2 separate regions of the Triticum aestivum genome follow, and region 2 is linked to region 1. A link is a contact called in public Hi-C data. All regions are on one chromosome and are shown on one strand. The core of a region is the stretch at or near the end of the contact, and the rest is flanking DNA. Distances in the headings are between cores, read along the strand shown. Region 1 holds the start of LOC123086242 (probable beta-D-xylosidase 2). Region 2 holds the start of LOC123086246 (myb-related protein MYBAS1).

Evidence for each region. A called contact is a pair of places that touch in the nucleus more often than the background predicts.
Region 2: a contact with region 1 is called in a Hi-C map of leaf, with 5 times the contacts expected there. The contact joins the promoter of LOC123086246 here to the promoter of LOC123086242 in region 1. A contact is called at or near these places in 2 of 5 Hi-C or Micro-C datasets (both in leaf).

The regions. Positions count from the first base shown.
Region 1 is chr4A:439,137,071-439,142,454 of IWGSC CS RefSeq v2.1, reverse strand. LOC123086242 (probable beta-D-xylosidase 2) reads right to left here and starts at 2,254. Exons shown (of 4, transcript XM_044507962.1): 1 at 1,698-2,254; 2 at 634-1,591; 3 at 181-525; 4 at 1-86. The coding sequence starts at 2,201.
Region 2 is chr4A:439,822,882-439,828,265 of IWGSC CS RefSeq v2.1, reverse strand. LOC123086246 (myb-related protein MYBAS1) reads left to right here and starts at 2,253. Exons shown (of 3, transcript XM_044507964.1): 1 at 2,253-2,475; 2 at 2,666-2,795; 3 at 2,880-3,628. The coding sequence starts at 2,448. The coding sequence ends at 3,345. LOC123086248 (a long non-coding RNA gene) reads right to left here. Exons shown (of 4, transcript XR_006440750.1): 1 at 5,279-5,384; 2 at 1-416.

The sequences.
Region 1 (5,384 bases), core at 1,005-3,504:
GTCCGGCCGCGGCCGTAGCTCCATGGACGTCATAGGAATCTGGTGGATGTACTTGTTCTTGAACCATGTCAGTGGCAGCCGTCCTCCTGCTCGATCATGCAATTACATTTCCAGCGATGTGTCAGAAAATCAGAATCCATTTACTTTGATCGGAATAATAAACTTTGCATCTTTATTTACCTGGACTGTATCTTCCGAAGATGACATCAGCAATGGCGATGCCACCTTCCCCACCAGGGTAACCGGCCCAGAGGATGGCGCCGATCTTGGGGTTGCCCTGCGCGAAGGAGATGTCGATGCCGCCGCCGGACAGGATCACGAGGACGATCGGGTTAGACGATACCGCCGCGATGTGGAGGATCTCCTCCGTCTGGTTCTTGGGCAGGAGGAGATCCTCCCTGTCGTTGCCCTCCCTCTCGATGTGCATGTTTATGCCACCAAAGTAGATGGTCAAGTTTGCGTGATGCCAGATCTTCACGTCCTTGCTTATGCCTTCTCGCGGCGTCACGTACCGGCAAGGCGGCCCTGCATTTACAAATTTCATCCAAGAGAATGTGTAACATGTGAGTACGTGATGTGTCGTGGCATGTGAGGTGTACGTAGTACAACAGCAGCTAGAGAAGAGCTGATCACCTGTGTAGTCTCCGTCCATGATCTTTTCAGGCGCCTCGGCATGTGGGCCGCGGACGGCGATGGCGCCGAACTTCTTGGGGTCAAGGGGCAGCAGGCCGCCGTGGTTCTTGAGGAGCACCATGCCCTGTCTGGCCCCGTCGAGGGCGAGGCTCCTGTGGTCGTGGCTGCAGATGTCCTTCTCGTTGAGGGACTCGTACCTGGGCATGCCGTCGAAGTAGCCGAGCCTCATGAGCGTCATGTAGAGGTTGGTGAGCGCGTTGTCGACGTCGGACTCGCGTGTCTTGCCCTTCTGGACGGCCTCCAGGCCGTAGGTGGTGAGGAAGTCCATGACGGGCTTGCCGTCCTGCACGATCCAGCTCTCGCCGCAGTCGAGGTCGAGCCCGGCCTTGAGCACGGCGGCGGTGGACTCGACCGCGGTGTAGCCCAGCCATGTGGCGTTGTCGGTCATGACGCGCACGGCGTCGCAGTCGGAGACGATGTAGCCGTGGAGGCCCCAGTCGCGGCGGATGGTGCCGGAGAGGAGGCGCGCGTCGGCGCAGGCCGGGATGCCGTTGACGCGGTTGTAGGAGCACATGACGCTGCTGACGTCGCCATGGCGGACGCACATCTCGAACGGGCGCTGGAAGGTCTCCACCATGTCGCGCTCCTCGACGCGGGCGTCGAACTTGAAGCGCGTGTGGCCGTACCAGTCGTCCACGTCGTAGGCGGCGTAATGCTTGCAGCACGCGGAGGTCTTGAGCGGCCGGGACATGGGGTCGGAGGCCACCTCGTGGCCCGGGATGTCCTGCATGCCGCGCACGAAGTTGACGGCGTAGCGGCCGACGACGTAGGGGTCCTCGCCGGGCGTCTCCAGCGCGCGGCCCCACCTCGGGTCGCGCACCACGTTGATGTTGGGGCTCCAGTACGTCAGCCCTCCCTTGCCCAGGTTGTACATCGCTCGGGCCTCCGTCGAGATCGCCTGCCAAGACAAATTGCATGCCACCAGATCTGTTGTTACACGCACCATGAAAACGGAAAGAGCAGACGTGGCACCGACGACATGCATGACACCGTAACGTGCGTACCTGGCCGATGGACTTCCAGAGGGACTCGTTGAAGGAGGCGGCGCTGTTGATGACGTTAGCGAAGACAGTGCCGTTGAAGACGGCGGCGCGGCCGGAGTGGAGGCGCGGTTTCTTGGGGTCGTCGAACTTGGTGGTGGGGCCGGTGCTGGAAAGCCCGTGTAGCGCCTCCGACCACCACTTGTACGGGGGAAGGCCGACGCGGGGCGCGCCGTCAGCCCAGTCGCCGAGGTTGGACACCTTCTCCTCCACCGTCATCCAGCCGATGAGGTCGCGCACACGGTCGCCGTACGGAAGCGACGCGTTGCAGTACCGGTACTTGGACATGTCCAGCCCGGCCGCCATGAACCGGGACGCGTCGCACACCTTGGTGTACACGGCCTTGCCGCCGGTAGCGCCGCCGTCCGCCTGGGAGGGGGCGGCTCGAGAAGAGGCATGCGGGATGCTCGCTGTGGTGGCTAGGAGGAGGAGGGAAAGAATGGATACGTGCATGGCGGACGACGCCATTGTACTATGTTGGCTCGCTACGTACGTGTTGCTGATGATGATGGTGGGATGTGGAGCGTGTATATATAAGCTCGAGATCGAGATCGAGTGGAGGGAACTAACAGATTATCGAAATTTGAAACCTACTTCTGCATGCACGGCCGGAAATGATGCATGGATAGATAGATAACCCATCGGGTTGTTTGTTTGTTTGTTGTTCGTTATACAGAGTGCAAACTGGTTTTTGTTGTTGGATATTTTCACTCACGTCACGGTCACGCGTGGACTGTAAGTGCGGGTGCTGATGAAAGTGGACGTACCGTGGTGGATAGTACTCCCTCTGTAAATTAATATAAGAGCATTTATATCACTACTTTAGTATTCTAAACGCTCTTATATTAATTTACGGAAGGAGTATTTTTTTAAGAACGTCCGTAATAATTAAGCAACAAAGATTACACATAGTTGACGTAAAAAAAGATTACACGGAGTTTCCTTTTTTCTTCCGAAAATTCCACAGAGTTTCTGGGATACAATCCGAGTTAAAAGCAGAAAGGCCACTAGTGTTCATACATGATTTAGCTAAAATATGAGCCATTACATTGTACCGCCAAGAAACATGCACATTTGATATGAAACTCGAGGATGCACATTTGATACCAGCCACCACAAACCCCACGCACGAGTAATCACGGGCTGAAGAATTGAGGTGTTGCACCAGGGAAAGGCAATCCGACGCAAAGATGACTGAGTTGATGTTCTCCTCGCGCGCCAAAACAACTGCTTGGGAAAGAGCAATGCCTCCTGCCAGCTCGAGATTCATAGTGCCCGAGAGAGCCTCAGAACAAGCAAGCATCCACTGGCGGCCATGATCAAGAAGGAAGCCGCCAGAACCATACCTGTCGAGCTCGCCAAATATAGTAGCATCAGAGAAAAAAACAACGGAGCCTCGCAGCAGAGGAGACCAAGAAGGGCTTGATGCATGGATCTCAGGATTGTGGACAGGGGACGAGTTATAAAGATGTTGCACAATTAAGTCAACATAAGTAATCCTCAGGGAAGTGTGATGCGGATGAGAGGCTCGTTGTTGTTCCTGACAGAGTTACGTGCCCCCCATATGTGCCAGACCGCGACAGCTAGCACCATAGCCGATAGTTTGCATGCTCCCGATAGGAAGTGGAAGAGCCATGACAAGGCAAGACCATCAAGACTAATGTTGAAGGTGTGCTTCACTTCCTCCCACACTTCCCATGCATGCGGACAAAACAGGAGGGCATGCTTAACACTCTCGACCCTGCCACAAAAACAACAAAGCTCCGAGTCCATGACATTGAAGCTAAGACTCCAGATGGCAGGCTATCATGGACAAGATGCCATAGGATCACTTTCATCTTGTTCGGGGTAGTGATGGGAAAGATCAACTTCTATTGTTTCTCCACTTATCAACAGGTGATCGTCGATATCAAAACTACATATGAGTTCTTAGATTGTTCGGTTAGGGGTTAAAACACCCTGGTCGCTCCATGAGTCACGGTAGGCAGTTTACCTAGGTTCAGCCGTTTAGGCCACCGATGCCGGTGTAACACCCTACTCCTGCTATGTGTTTCTTTTCATGTGTATCAAGAGATAACTCACTGCTTACAGAATGCACAATGAGCCCCTTAGTGTTCTAATTCTGTTGGGAAACATAGCATGCAATTTCAAAAAATTTCCTACAATCACGCAAGATCTATCTAGGAGATGCATAGCAACGAGAGGGGAAGAGTGTGCCCACGTACCCTCATAGACCGAAAGCGGAAGCGTTAGGTTAACGCAGTTGATGTAGTCGAACGTCTTCACAATCCAACCGATCTTAGTACCAAATGTACGGCACCTCCGTGTTCAGCACACGTTCAGCTTGATGACGTCCCTCGAACTCTTGATCCAGCAAAGGGCCGATGGAGAGTTCCGTCAGCACAACGGCGTGGTGACGGTGATGGTGATGTGATCCGCGCAGGGATTTGCCTAAGCACTACGACACTATGACCGAAGGAGTAAACTGTGGAGGGGGGCACCGCACATGGCTAAGAGAATAATTGTCGTGCCTTTGGGGTGCCCCCACCCTCGTATATAAAGGAGGGGAGGAGGAGGCCGGCCCAAGGGGGGGGGGGCGCACCAGGAGGGGGGAGTCCTACTAGGACTCCGTTCCTATTAGGATTCGGTCCCCCATTTCCTTCCAACTGAGAGGGGGAAAGGGGAAAGGAGGGAGAAGGAGAAGGAAAGAGGGGGGCCGCGCCCCCTCCCCTTGTCCAATTCGGATTGGGCAAGGGGGGGCACCTCCCGTGGCCTGCCTCCTCTCCTCCACTATGGCCCATTAGGCCCATTAACTTTCCCTGGGGGGTTCCGATAACCCCTCCGGTACTCCGGTATGTACCCGATACACTCTGGAACCCTTCCTGTGTCCGAATACTACCTTCCAATATATCAATCTTTACCTCTCGACCATTTTAAGACTCCTCATCATGTCCGTGATCTCATCCGGGACTCTGAACAAACTTCGGTCACCAAAACACATAACTCATATATACAAAATCATCATCGAACTTTAAGCGTGCGGACCCTACGGGTTCGAGAACTATGTATACATGGCCGAGACACCTCTCCGGTTAATAACCAATAGAGGAACTTGGATGCTCATATTGTTTCCCACATATTCTACGAAGATCTTTATCGGTCAAACCGTTATGACAACATACATTATTCCCTTTGTCATCGGTATGTTACTTGCCCGAGATTCGATCGTCGGTATCATCATACCTAGTTCAATCTTGCTACCGGTAAGTCTCTTTACTCGTTCCGTAATGCATCATCCTGCAACTAACTCATTAGTCACATTGCTTGCAAGGCTTATTATGAGGTGCATTACCGAGAGGGCCCAGAGATACCTCTCCGATACTCGGAGTGACAAATCCTAATCTTGATCTATGCCAACCCATCAAACACCTTCGGAGACACTTGTAGAGCATCTTTATAATCACCCAGTTACGTTGTGACATTTGATAGCACACAAGGTGTTCCTCCGGTATTCAGGAGTTGCATAATCTCATAGTTAAAGGAATATGTATAAGTCATGAAGAAAGCAATAGCAATAAAACTTAACGATCATTATGCTAAGCTAACAGATGGGTCTTGTCCATCACATCATTCTCCTAATGATGTGATCCC
Region 2 (5,384 bases), core at 1,004-3,503, 690 kb before region 1:
GGTTATAGCCAAAATGTATAAAAGAAACAAAAAGGAGAGAAGAAACATAATGTGATCCCAAGCCTTTATTTTCAGAAAATATTTTAGCCTTCTTCCCAAAGGCCAAGGAGCATAAAAAATAATTGAAAGGATTTTGAGATACACATATATGAGAAAAGGACCTGACTTGTGATGCATTCAATGGGTATAGGAACAGGAACTAATTGTCACCACACGGATGATGACCGATCAGTGTTCCAATAAAGAAGCAAGCGAGAAGAGCTCGGATGCGAAAACAACTGCAGTGTATGGGGGGGCCTTCAGAAGTAAAGATGCCCAAGATAAAAAAGGTGTAGAGAGGCCACAAAGTGGACTGCAAGATTGGCAGGTTGGTGGCCTCCACATCAGTGCTGCTTCCATGCCTTCCTGGCTTGCTCCTGGTCATGGAAAAATTGTATTTATCTTTTTGTGCTGAGGGATCCTCCAGAAACATACAAAAAGCAACTAATTCCATAGCAATGGAGAAGTTAGGCCATGAGGATAAAATACTGCTCAGGACCCTACTGTCCACATACCTGCCTTGACTTTTCTTAGCTACTGTCTCCACGAAGGCGGATGTAGTATACAGAAGTCAGCAAATGAGTAGAAATTGGGATCTTACACAAGATCCAGTATCTAGTTACATTTTGGTCAGATTCAATCAACAAGGGTGTCTGGATATAGCACAGATGGCTTATGTTGTATGACCTACATGAACCAAATCCGCCAAAAGAAATACCCAAGCATTTAGTGAAAAGGGAAACAGCATCAGTATAGTGCATATCCACTACAAAGCACACCCTAGTAGTCGATATAGATGTACAAAAGCTTGCTCTTATGGCGTATGAGTGGCAGGTCGTGCAATCGCATACACTTTGTATTGGAGTTGTGTATAGTCTGAGATATTTTGCTATGCGTGGGATAATGGCTGAAAAGAAAGGAAAAGATAAAGTCCCCTGTGCCAATGATAATGGCTGACAGAAAGGAAACATGCTTTTCACATCCAGGAGAAATAAAATACAGAAGAATTGAGAGAAGATTATGTCAACCTACATATGTGGCCTGATTTGCGTAAAGATCGTGGACTAGCATATGTGGCTTGTGAGTCTACGAATATATGTCCCTAAAGCAAGTAGCGGCAAAACAATTCTCAACAGGCATGCTTCATAGCTTATTATCTACTCCCTCCGTTCCGAATTACTTGTCGCAGGTATGGATGTATCTAGATGTAATTTAGTTCTAGATACATCCATTTCTGCGACAAGTAATTTGGAACGGAGGGAGTAGTAAGAAATAACCAAAATAAGAACATACTTTTGGATCTTCCATAAAAAATACACAGTATCGGGGTTTTTCTGATTCATAAAGATCTCTAAAGATCCATTTGTAAATGCACGAGAACCATGTAGAAACAAAAAGATTGAAATGGGCCTTATCAGCATGCGTAAACTGCAGTATCTGCATGTACAAGATTATATGTTCCCAAGAAAGTTCATGTAAGAAACATGCACCGGCAACAGTCCAGTTCAGACTTAAAACTTGCCGTTTGTTTTGTCAAAGAAATTGATGCTAAAGCTTAGATCATGAAATTATTGTATGGAATTATAGAAAATGGAACCCAGAATAATTATGTTTTCTCTTTCTATTTTTGAGAAACGTAACAATACCTGCTCGTCATGCCTTTGGACTAATTATTTAAATGAAGTACAGATATCTATCCATGAGAAAATGACTACTAAAATATTTCAAATCAAGTAAAAAGGAAATAAGCATACACTTATTCAACAAACAGTTATGAAAATACACCACGTTTTATTGTTTGCTTCATTTATTTTGCATTTCAGTTAACAAAATTGCATGTGTTTGCCTTCACTTCAAAAGTAATTTCCATAAAATATGCCCACACAGAAAATAATTAACCAAAACCTACATGCACATATTACTCCACTTTTTTGGGGAACATGAGTGTGCTATTAATCAAAAGGAGTTAAGTCAACTCACAGAGTAAACCGGCAAGAACAAGAGTTAGATGCAGTCCAAATCCAGTATATGTAATACTATACCCTTCTAAAATTTGTAACACAGAGCAAGAGGCATGAGAAGGCAATTTTAATCTGAGGACAACCTCATCGATGATTCTCTAAATCAGACCCACCACGTAAAGAGGCCTCACGAGAGCCTTCTTGTCCTGCCTATAAATGAGAAGCAAGAGCCATCAAACCAGTGCACAACTAAGACAAAGTGGCTTCCTCTCACTACTACCAACCTTCTTCCCATCAGGCTGGAGTTCATCAAGGATCTAAGCCTGAAACTGGAGCCCACAAGCACACAGAGGAGGAAGAGCAACAAGGCTGGCTCCCAGCCCATCCAAGGTAGAAGCGAACAACGTTAGAGATGGTGACAGTGCAAGATGAGATGCGCAAGGGGCCATGGACAGAGCAGGAAGACCTGCAACTGGTATGCACTGTCCGCCTGTTCGGTGACCACCGCTGGGATTTCGTTGCCAAAGTCTCAGGTTTGAGGGGTGGGAGACCTGCAAATTAGGTAGCCATTTTTGCAATCCTTGGCACAAAGATGCAAACAGCATGCAAATATCATTGTCTCTAACCAACTATTTTCATACATCACCTTATCTATGGCCATGTAGGCCTTAACAGGACAGGCAAAAGCTGCCGCCTCCGGTGGGTCAACTACCTCCACCCTGGCCTCAAGCATGGGCGCATGTCGCCACAAGAGGAACACCTTATTATTGAGCTCCATGCTCGATGGGGTAACAGGTTTGATACAAAAGAAGACCTTACTAAAGCAGCTTTTTTTCATCTACAACAGATGAAACGCACTAACACCCTCTCTATGTATAGGTGGTCTAGAATAGCACGCAGACTGCCAGGGCGTACGGACAATGAGATTAAGAACTACTGGAGGACACACATGAGGAAGAAAGCACAAGAGAGGAAGATAGACATGTCACCTTCTTCCTCCTCATCATCATTTACATACCAATCCTGCCTCCTTGAAACTGCACCAATAATCAGGATGGATGGAGGCAGCACTCATAATGGCACAACCTGCTTCTCAAGTGTACTTAAGAGCAACCAGAGTGTCATGGATGGATATTCTATGGACCAGATATGGAAGGAGATCGAGGCACCGGCCATGCTGCCTATTGATGATAAAGCATGCAGCAATCTCCCATGTCCTCTGCTGCCATCTCCTATGGGAGATCGCTACTGCCCTCCTGAGGTAGTCTGGAAGATGGACAATGGTGATCTCAAGATGTTAGCTCCACAATTTGGTTATGGTAATGGAGAACGTTCCTGCTATTGAAGGTTCAAGCTGTCAGGATCGAGGTCAGGTTACTAAGATACATATATATGCTTAACAGATTTCCACTACCTATGTAGCTATGTCTGCATATACATATATATGCTTGCCGGAATTGCCAGTAGCTATGTTTGCATTAGTATGGAGGGTGATCTAAATATTTACAAATCTACTGTAACATTGTAGATTTTCAGGTCTGCTTATGATGTGTGTGCCTATGTAGTGTGTAAAATAGCTTATGTCTCTTGCCCTTCACAGAATGGAATACAAGAGCAACTTATATGCATGATACAGCAGTCAATCTCCAATGATATTTTGGTGAAAATGTTAGATTGACACGAATGTACATTGTACACCATTGCACTATCGGAATTATAATATCTCCCCCCACCTGATTCTAAAGCTACAAACAGTGCCATGAGATTCTATGGTCGTATCTCAAGGAGCAAACAAAAGAAGAGGAAAATGGGTACAGAATCAGCATTATTTCTTCAAACCGTTCTTGCTATTACATTCTCATTTCCTTCTACAGGATGTTGAGATTGAAAGCTCTTGATAAAATGGCTTCTGAAACCTAAGGAACGTCAAAGAGAACAAGTATTTCTCCAATAAACACACGGACCCTGAAAACATATATTTTTAATATACAAATTGAGGCTGCTGTACAGACATCTGTATGCATATTTGATCTGAGTGGAATTGACAGACTTAGTGCAGAGTGAGTGGTCTATCACTTCAATTCTCTTAAAAAGGTTGAGCACTAGACTTTGATAGAACAAAATAATGCTAGATTGTATTCGACACATAAGATTAGCAGGAAGTCGCAGATTACCCATTTAACAAATAGGAAAGTTAGCACTGTGGCCAGGTAAATAATGGGAGGTGGTAAGGGACTGGCGCATAAGATGAGCAGGAAGTTGCAGATCACCCATTTAACAAATAGGAAAGTTAGCACTGTGATAAGGTAAATAAAGGGAGGTGGTAAGTGACTGGCACTTCAGATTTCTATAGCCGTCTACTTTGCTGAAAGTAGTATCTTATCTTGCAACTGATAAGTATGTATTTTCTTCTGATTGAGTGAATCTAGTGCTTGGACCACCTAGACACAACCATCATTAATCTGTGTTCCTCCACAACATTCAGAACTAGATGAAAGCTTAGATGTGGAGGTAGAGTTTAGAAGTTATATTTCTTCTCATTCTTCTTCTATGTTTAACAAATAAAAATTAACAAAGGACACCAGTTTCATATTGTTTCAAGTGGAGCAAAATGCTGGCCTGGCAGAACTGCAGATATTCACCATAGCATTCAACTTCACCTGTGATTTATAATAATTATGAACAAAGAGGAAATCACAAGTACAAACAGGTCGCAAGATCTGATTAGCATGGAAAACCTTCAGAGCAGCCAGTGGCCAACAGTAAAAACACCCAGGGCAGATACTCATACTATACTTGATGCAAAGTCAACAGCATCAATTTTCAATCAATCTGAAAGCTCAATAAAGGAATTGGTACATAATGCAAAGCTTAGTACTCCACTGCTAGTTAGTACCAGAAGGCTCTAGGTCATTTCTGAGAAAGAAAATAGGAGTTTCGAATCCTTCAATGTATTGTTTTCTACCATTAGACAGTCAAATCAAATACAAAAAATTTGCAGCTGCCCATAGCTTATCCCTCAGTTCACCATTTCATCTGCTTAAGTTCCTCAAGAGGGAATTTACCCCCCAGTCCCCAGCACACATGACTTGGAGTCCCACTGCTGGAAAAACGAATCTACAGGTACACCAGAAGATTAGGGGCAAGAAACAGCAGAATCGCTAGCTGCCGCTGCGACTTGGATTGACAGCTACGATCCAGACAACAACACCCAAAACATATAGAAAGCACTAATCTACAGCACATACAGCAAACGCATCGGCGGTACTTCTTCTCACCTCTCCGACCGTCGATGTTGCGCACGCTGAGAAAGAGCTCCCCTCGTCGCCGGCGCCGACAAGGAGAGAGCAGGGCTTTCGCAATAAGAGAGAGAGAGCCCGCAGG